Regions from separate parts of the Sus scrofa genome. Here region 2 is linked to region 1. A link is a contact called in public Hi-C data. All regions are on one chromosome and are shown on one strand. The core of a region is the stretch at or near the end of the contact, and the rest is flanking DNA. Distances in the headings are between cores, read along the strand shown.

What was found. A called contact is a pair of places that touch in the nucleus more often than the background predicts.
Region 2: a Hi-C map of embryonic fibroblasts shows a contact between it and region 1, with 2.5 times the contacts expected there. The contact joins two enhancer-like sites. A contact is called at or near these places in 3 of 47 Hi-C or Micro-C datasets (embryonic fibroblasts and heart right ventricle).

What each region holds. Positions count from the first base shown.
Region 1 is chr11:51,749,521-51,753,005 of Sscrofa11.1, forward strand. No RefSeq gene overlaps it. Among named protein-coding and RNA genes, the nearest start is that of NDFIP2, 260 kb to the left of the region's middle. Within about 2 kb of position 1,816, at least 10 of the 83 cell types and tissues checked have an H3K27ac peak or open chromatin away from gene starts, as enhancers often do. A contact at or near this core is called in embryonic fibroblasts, where this site is marked.
Region 2 is chr11:52,024,245-52,027,729 of Sscrofa11.1, forward strand. No RefSeq gene overlaps it. Among named protein-coding and RNA genes, the nearest start is that of SPRY2, 130 kb to the right of the region's middle. Within about 2 kb of position 1,912, at least 11 of the 83 cell types and tissues checked have an H3K27ac peak or open chromatin away from gene starts, as enhancers often do. A contact at or near this core is called in embryonic fibroblasts, where this site is marked.

The sequences.
Region 1 (3,485 bases), core at 566-3,065:
TTAATGAATACCTATATTCATCTATACTATAAAATTGATGCCAGTGCCCTGGCTGAAACCTTGATAATATTGCTGCATTTTTTTTTTTTTTCCTTTTTCTAGCTGCACTTGCAGAATATGGAAGTCCCCAGGCCAGGGGTCAAATCGGAGCTGCAGCAGAGGCCTTTGTCACAATGACAGCAACAGCAGATCCTTAATCCACTGAGTAAGTCCAAGGATTGAAGCAGCATCCTCACAGAGATAATAGGTCCTTAACCTGCTGAGCCACAATGGGAACTCTATAACGTTGCTGCATTTAATTCTATTGGACTAATGATTCCGATTTCCCATCCTGTTTAACAATCATTCTAGTATTTTTCAAAGAGTAAGTGGTTTAGGTATAGGGCTCTTAGTTGAATCCTACAACATATAATATTTTAAATAAAATTGACCTGATTTTCAGACAAGATCAGGCATGTTCAGGGTGGTATGGCCGTAGACAAATTTGACCTGATTTTCAGAGTGTTGTTTGGAGTCTTTGTAAGTTAAACTTTTATTTTTGGTAAAAAATTTTTTTTCTAGTAGTTGTTTGGGGGATTCAGGGATGAAGGAAACCACAGCATGAAAATAAGACCATGTAGCATCCAATCAAGACAGGTTTGGACCATATTTTATGACAATTTCTAGAACCAGCCAAGAGCTTCTATAACAACTTTTTTTGAGCTGCACATTATGTGATTTCTGAAACTGTAGTAATTTCTACATATTTGTTCTTTTGTTACCCTTGCCTATTCTTTGTTGTTTATACTGTTATTTTGGAGGAAGTGGGAGCTTGTAACACTGTCTTCTACCTCGGAGTTTACCTTGCAGACTGTTGACTTGGGTAAATGGAGGTATCTGTGAGGAAGGAAGGAAAAGTACCTGATGCTTGAAGGACCCTGGCAATAAAGTAGGGGCTCCAGGAGCAAAGGAGACGCTTATCTCAAAGGCCTTTACGCACTGAGGCCTGAAAGCCATGCCTCAGTCCTGGCAACCGTTGGGTTGCAGTCAGACCAGGGCAGAGGTAAATTGTAGGTTATTTGGGGGCAATTTTTCAGAGTTGAAAATTTTCCAAACCACTCAAAGATATACTGTGTGAGCACCAAGCTGATGCCTCCTATCAGTCTTAGCCTCACTCAGATTCAGTGATATATACATATATAAAAGAATTCAGCAGTTCCCTGGTGGCCTAATGGTTAAGGACACAGCATTGTCCCTGCTGCGGCTGGGCTTACTATATGGCCCAGGTTCAATCTCTGGTCCAGGACCTTCTGCATGTTGCTGGCATGGCCAAAAACCAACCAAACAAAAAAGAATTCACTCCACCTTAGCATTAATTGACTTAAAAAGTGTAACTTTACTCACACATAAAAATCTCCCCCATCCCAAATGACCCACTTTGAAAAGGAGAGAATTAGTATCCATGCTAGACACAGCTCCTCTCATTTTAATCCTTACTGTCATCTGTCATGATCAGTATTTTATCCCCATTTTCTAGGTGATGGTATGAGAGGCAGAGACCAGCTTGGCTGTTTTCCTAAGGTGACACAGGTAGTACGCAAGTCCTTTGAACTCAAGCGACATATAGACCTTTCAATTAAATTTTCCTTCTCTTCCACCCCGTTGTCTGGAGAACATCTAAAATTGCATTAAATACTACAAAGAAGTGGACTTCATTCTGAGATGTTAGATTTCAGAGAGGCCTTTTCAAAATGTTCCAAAGATGCCAGTTCCTGTGAGAAACTGTGTGACAATTAAGACCTTCACCTTCGGGTGGCAGCTGAGGAATGTATTAGAAACAGGACCCAAAGTGGTGTTACGTCACTTCTATAAAAAACACAGGAAGGAGAGGAGGAAAGAGTGGGCAGTGAGAGAAACCAAAAAAAAACCTGAGTTGCTCTGGGTTCGCAGGCACATTGGGATCTGAAGAATGTGAGGTCTGCGTGGGATATCAAAGCACTGTGCTCATAGGCTCCTAATTGGTCTTCCTTCTGCCCTGTGCGCCCTGCAGTCTATTTCTGGCCGCTGCCTTCCTTGTTCTGTTAAGTCAATTATGTCATTTCTCATGCAGACTCTGCAACAGCTTCGCCCTCTAAATTGGAGTAAAAGACAAAATCCTCCTTGCCACCCTCTTCCCATTTCTTTTTTCTTTTCTTTCTTTTCTTTTTTCTTTTTCCTTTGGTTTTTAGGGCCACACCTGTGGCATATGGAAGTTGCCAGGCTAGGGGTCCAATCAGAGCTACAGCTGCCAGCCTACACCACAGCCACAGCAATTCAAGATCCCAGCCGCATCTGCAACCTACTTGACACCATAGCTCATGGCAATGCTGGATTCCTGACCTACTGAGTGAGGCCAGGGATCGAACCCACATCCTCATGGATCCTAGTTGGATTTGTTTCTGCTGCGCCACAATGGGAGCTCCTCCCCTCCTGTTTCTTTCACTGCATTTCTTCTCCCACTCCTCACCCCAGTGCTCAGGGTACTCCAGCCACACTCACCTCACTACTCCTGAGAAGTACCAGGCACACTTCCCCCTCACTGCCAGTGCATGTGCTCTTCCCTCTACCTGGAAAACTCTCCCCCCCAACCCCATGGACCCCCCCCATTCCTCAGAGTCCATGCTTTCATCCCTTTTATGTCTCCTTCTGTGGCCACGCAATGTAAAATGTCCCCTACAGTCAACCTTCATCTCCTCCTTACCTTTTTTTCTTTTATTTCTTCCTCCCTCCCTTCCTCCTTTCCTTCCTTCCTTCCTCCCTCTCTTCCTTCCCTCCCTCCTTCCCTCCTTCCCTCCTTACTTCCTTTCATGGCCACACCCATGGCATATAGAAGTTCCCTGGCCAGGGATTGCATCTGAGCTGCAGCTACAACCTATACCACAGCTGAGGCCACGTGGGATCCTTTAACCCACTGAGCCAGGCTGGGGATTGAACGTCTGTCCTCCGCAGTGACTTGAGCCACTGCAGACGGATTCTTAACCCACTGTGCCACAGCAGGAACTCCCCCCTTCTTTACGTTTATTCACTTCTTAGTGGCCTTATCATGACAAACAATATATTTTACTTTCCTTTTTAATTTGTTCCCTGTCTTCCCCTGTAGAAATCTAGCTTTTTGAGAATTGAGTTTTTGTTGGTACCGCTGCCTGCTGTATCCTTGGCTTCTGGAGTAGGACCTGGCACAAAGTAAATGCCTAAAAAAAGTTTGTTAATTATTAAAATGGTAGTTGCCTAATATGTGGTAGATTGGTTGCAAAAGTGGCCCCAAGTAATGACCTCCCTATATCTATGCCCTTTGCATCTTTGTGTCACACAAAGATTTGGGATTTGGGGTTTACTTCTCAACCCTTTGAATTTCAGCTGTATTTGCTTTGGCCAATAGATTGAGATATATATGACATTGGCCCAGTTCCTAGTCTAGTCCTCAAGAGGCCATGTATTTCCCTGAAATTCTCTGGAAACTCTGCTTC
Region 2 (3,485 bases), core at 662-3,161, 270 kb after region 1:
GAAACCTAACTACAAGTTTATTTGTTTGTTAGTTTTACTTTTCCTTAAATGATTAGAAATCCCGAGGTGATCAGCCCAGGGTGGTTCTAAAAAGCAAAGTCTTGCCTAATGCACATCTCCAAATCAGTGTTTTTGTTAAATGTGCACCCATTCATTAGATCAATAACTTGGAATGTCCTATGTAGGAAATATAAAATCTAACAGTGTTTTAGCTATCGTGAGATGAGGGATTTGAATTTTCAATAGGGAATCAGTACAAAAACAGCATCATAAATGGCTCCCAGGCAAGAAGAAAAATTTCAAAGACAAAGGGGGGAACATGCCATATGTTAGTCTATTCCTTTTTATCAGGAGAATAGACAGTTTCTGGAAGCTCCTCTCAGAAATATCCTGGTCGTATCTCAGAGCCCCAAATGGATGTTATGGCTGCTAGAGCTACAGGAGGGTCCGAGGTGATAATGAATTTTAATTGAGTACATAATCATCCTGAACAAAAATGATTATTTTTTAAGGAAAAAGGAAAGCGTATGGGTTAGGATACAGGCTAAGGTGCTATAATATGATGCCCTTGAACTGTAGTGCTCTAATGGTATAGAATTAAGGAATATTCTAAGGGTGGAGTTATCCCTGCCATCTTCTAATGCCCCATTGCAGACCTAAGACTGCATTCTAGTTGCACCCTCTCTCAGGCATATGGAAAGTGAGAACAGCCTAGAGGAGCACACATCTAGTTATTTTAAGGGTAAACCCACAGAGAGTACCATCCATTGTGTTCCCAGATGATTGGCTAATACTTAGATGGCCATTTATAGCTGCAAGAGAGGCTGGTAATGTAGTGGTTAGCTAGGCATCCATCCATTAATAGCTGAAACTATTAATTTGAAAGAAGGAGAAGATGGGGATTGGGTAGGGCTGGGGGAGGTGCAGCAGGAAGTTTTATCCAAGACACCTCTTTCCCTTTCAGATTCACAGAGATCTCTCAGCCACCTCTAGACAAAAGTATTCAACGATCCAAAATATACTAATTGTGTTCACTCTTAGCTTATGGTTCTCCATCTTCTACAAATAAATAATGAGGAAAGAGTAGGTTTGTTCACGTCTTGTTTCAATCATTAAATGAATACTGAGCGCCAGATCCCCAGCAGGAACGAAGACGCAAAGGGAAGAACAGCACCAAAGATAAGCAGAAACAGTACGCAAGGACACGAAAGGTCAAATAAGCTCAGAGAAGGATAAGATGGTTTGACCAGCTCTCATCGTACAGGACGGCAGCAAGAGAAAAGATTGAAAGGCATGTAGAAACCAGATGTCAGGCTATTAAAGTTGGAATTTATTTCTTTAAACAATGCAAAGCTATGAAAACATTGTGAGAGAAGAACATTATCGGAAATGTGTTTTGGAAGATTACCCTGGCAGCAGGGCAAGCGTTTGCAGCTTCGTGGAGTTGAAGTTGAGCAGGGTTCACAGCATCGCAGTAGTTCATGTGGGAAGGGATGAAGGCTTCACTTGGGAGGAAGAGGGCAGGTGGGGGTGGGGGGCGCCGATGTAGCAACTCACTGGTTCTGAGGCAGCAAGGATCAGGATGGTGTCAATTGGACAAGCTATTCTCTCCGACTGGGGGTCTGGTGCTGAAATTAGCTGGGTGGTAGAAACGCAGAGAGAAGACCGTGTATGGGTTAGATTCATTTTGAACTTAAGTTTGAGGTCTCATGGGACGGCTGTACAGTAACTATGATATGTGACTAATAAAACTGAGCATTTTGTGCTCTGCAACAGTTTGTACTACAGATATTCTCATATTGTTCTGGGAAACTCTCCCAACGCAACATTTGGCTGCAGTCATTGTAAGCCCTTGAGAGTCGTTCAGGAAATTCCATGCGCTTATGACTCTACTTTGAAAGAGCACACCCAGGAAAAGACATGAGGAGTTATGATGCACTTTGTAGAGTCAGGACTATGCTATGCTAACAGGAGGCCTAAAGAAGCCTGGAGCCCTCTAGGGACTTGCTCTAGGAAACACCAGATGTGCGGCTAGATTTCAGGGCCAGTACAAATGTAACGGCTGACCTGAAACTTGCACCCAGCAATATAGGATAGAGGAACAAGCCATTAAAGAGAGAGAGAAGGAGTGGGGGGAGAAAGGAAGGAAGGAAATAAGGAAGGAAAGAGAGAAAGAGGGAGGGAGGGAAGGAGGGAGAAAGAAAGAATGGAAGGAAGGATGGATGGAGTCCCAATTGTGGCGCAGCAGAAACGAATCCAACTAGTAATTGTGAGGTTGTGGGTTCGATCCCTGGCCTTGCTCAGTGGGTTAAGGATCCAGCGTTGCCGTGGGCTGTGGTGTAGCTCACAGATGCAGCTCAGATCCCGCGTTGCGGTGGCTGTGGCATAGGCCTGCAGTTGTAGCTCTGATTCGACCCCTAGCCTGGGAACCGCCACATGCTGCGGGTGTGGCCCTAAGAAGCCAAATAAAAGGAAGGAAGGAAGGACGGAAGGGAAAAAGAAAGAAAGGAAGGAAGAAGAAGAAGAAGAGGAAGGAAGGAAGAAAAGAAAGAAAGAAGAAAGATGGGGGAGAGAGGAAGGAAGGTAGGAAGAAAGGAAGGAAGGAAAGGAGGGAGAAATCAGAAGTGAAATCAAGAAGCAACGAAAAAGCCAGCAGAGTCTCTAAGAACAGTGGGTAGTTCTGTAATAATATGGCATCAAATGTCATTAAGTTAAAGACTCACGAATCATCAATTATTCCGTCATGAGATGCTGGTCTTTTGAGACCTAGTCTCTAAAAGGCAGGGACATAAAAGCATACCTAGTGGACGATAACTCCAGGGAAATCTAATCTTCACCCTCTTGTCTTCATACACCCGATCTGTCCACATCCCCCCTCTAGGCCCTGATATATCGTCCAGCCTCCTCTTTTTTTCCTTTTCCTTTCCAAGGTAGCCGATTCTTTTCCCCTCAAATCATATGGAAGTTCCCAGGCTACACTGTAGGTGCAGCAACACCCAATCCTTAACCCACTGCGCCACAGCAGCAACTCCACTAATGCAGCCATTTCCTGACCTCTGTTTCAGCTCATCCTAGGTCTGTTTTGTCTGGTTTGCTGCATTTGGAGGACCTTGCTGGAACTGACCTCTAGTTACACTCTGAAACTGTTCTCTTGAAAAGTACTCCCAAGGCCACCTGGGGCGTGGTCCTGCCAGGCCTGGCAGTCCCCCTTGCCACTTGTGCTTCTGTGCCAGCCGAGGTGGAGGCAGCTTGTACTAGCCAGCTTGCGCTTGGATGCCTGCGCGCTTCAGTTTTTAAGGGTTGTCACCTCTATGTTTGGAAAGAATGTTGTCAGAAAGGTATTAGAGTCACATCGTATAGTTAGATTCATCACCAAGAAGTCTGCGGAGCATCTTTGCTCTATCTTTTTTTTTTGGCTTTTTAGGGCCTCACCCACAGCACCTGGAGATTCCCAGGCTAGGGTTCAATAGTTGCTGGCCTACGCC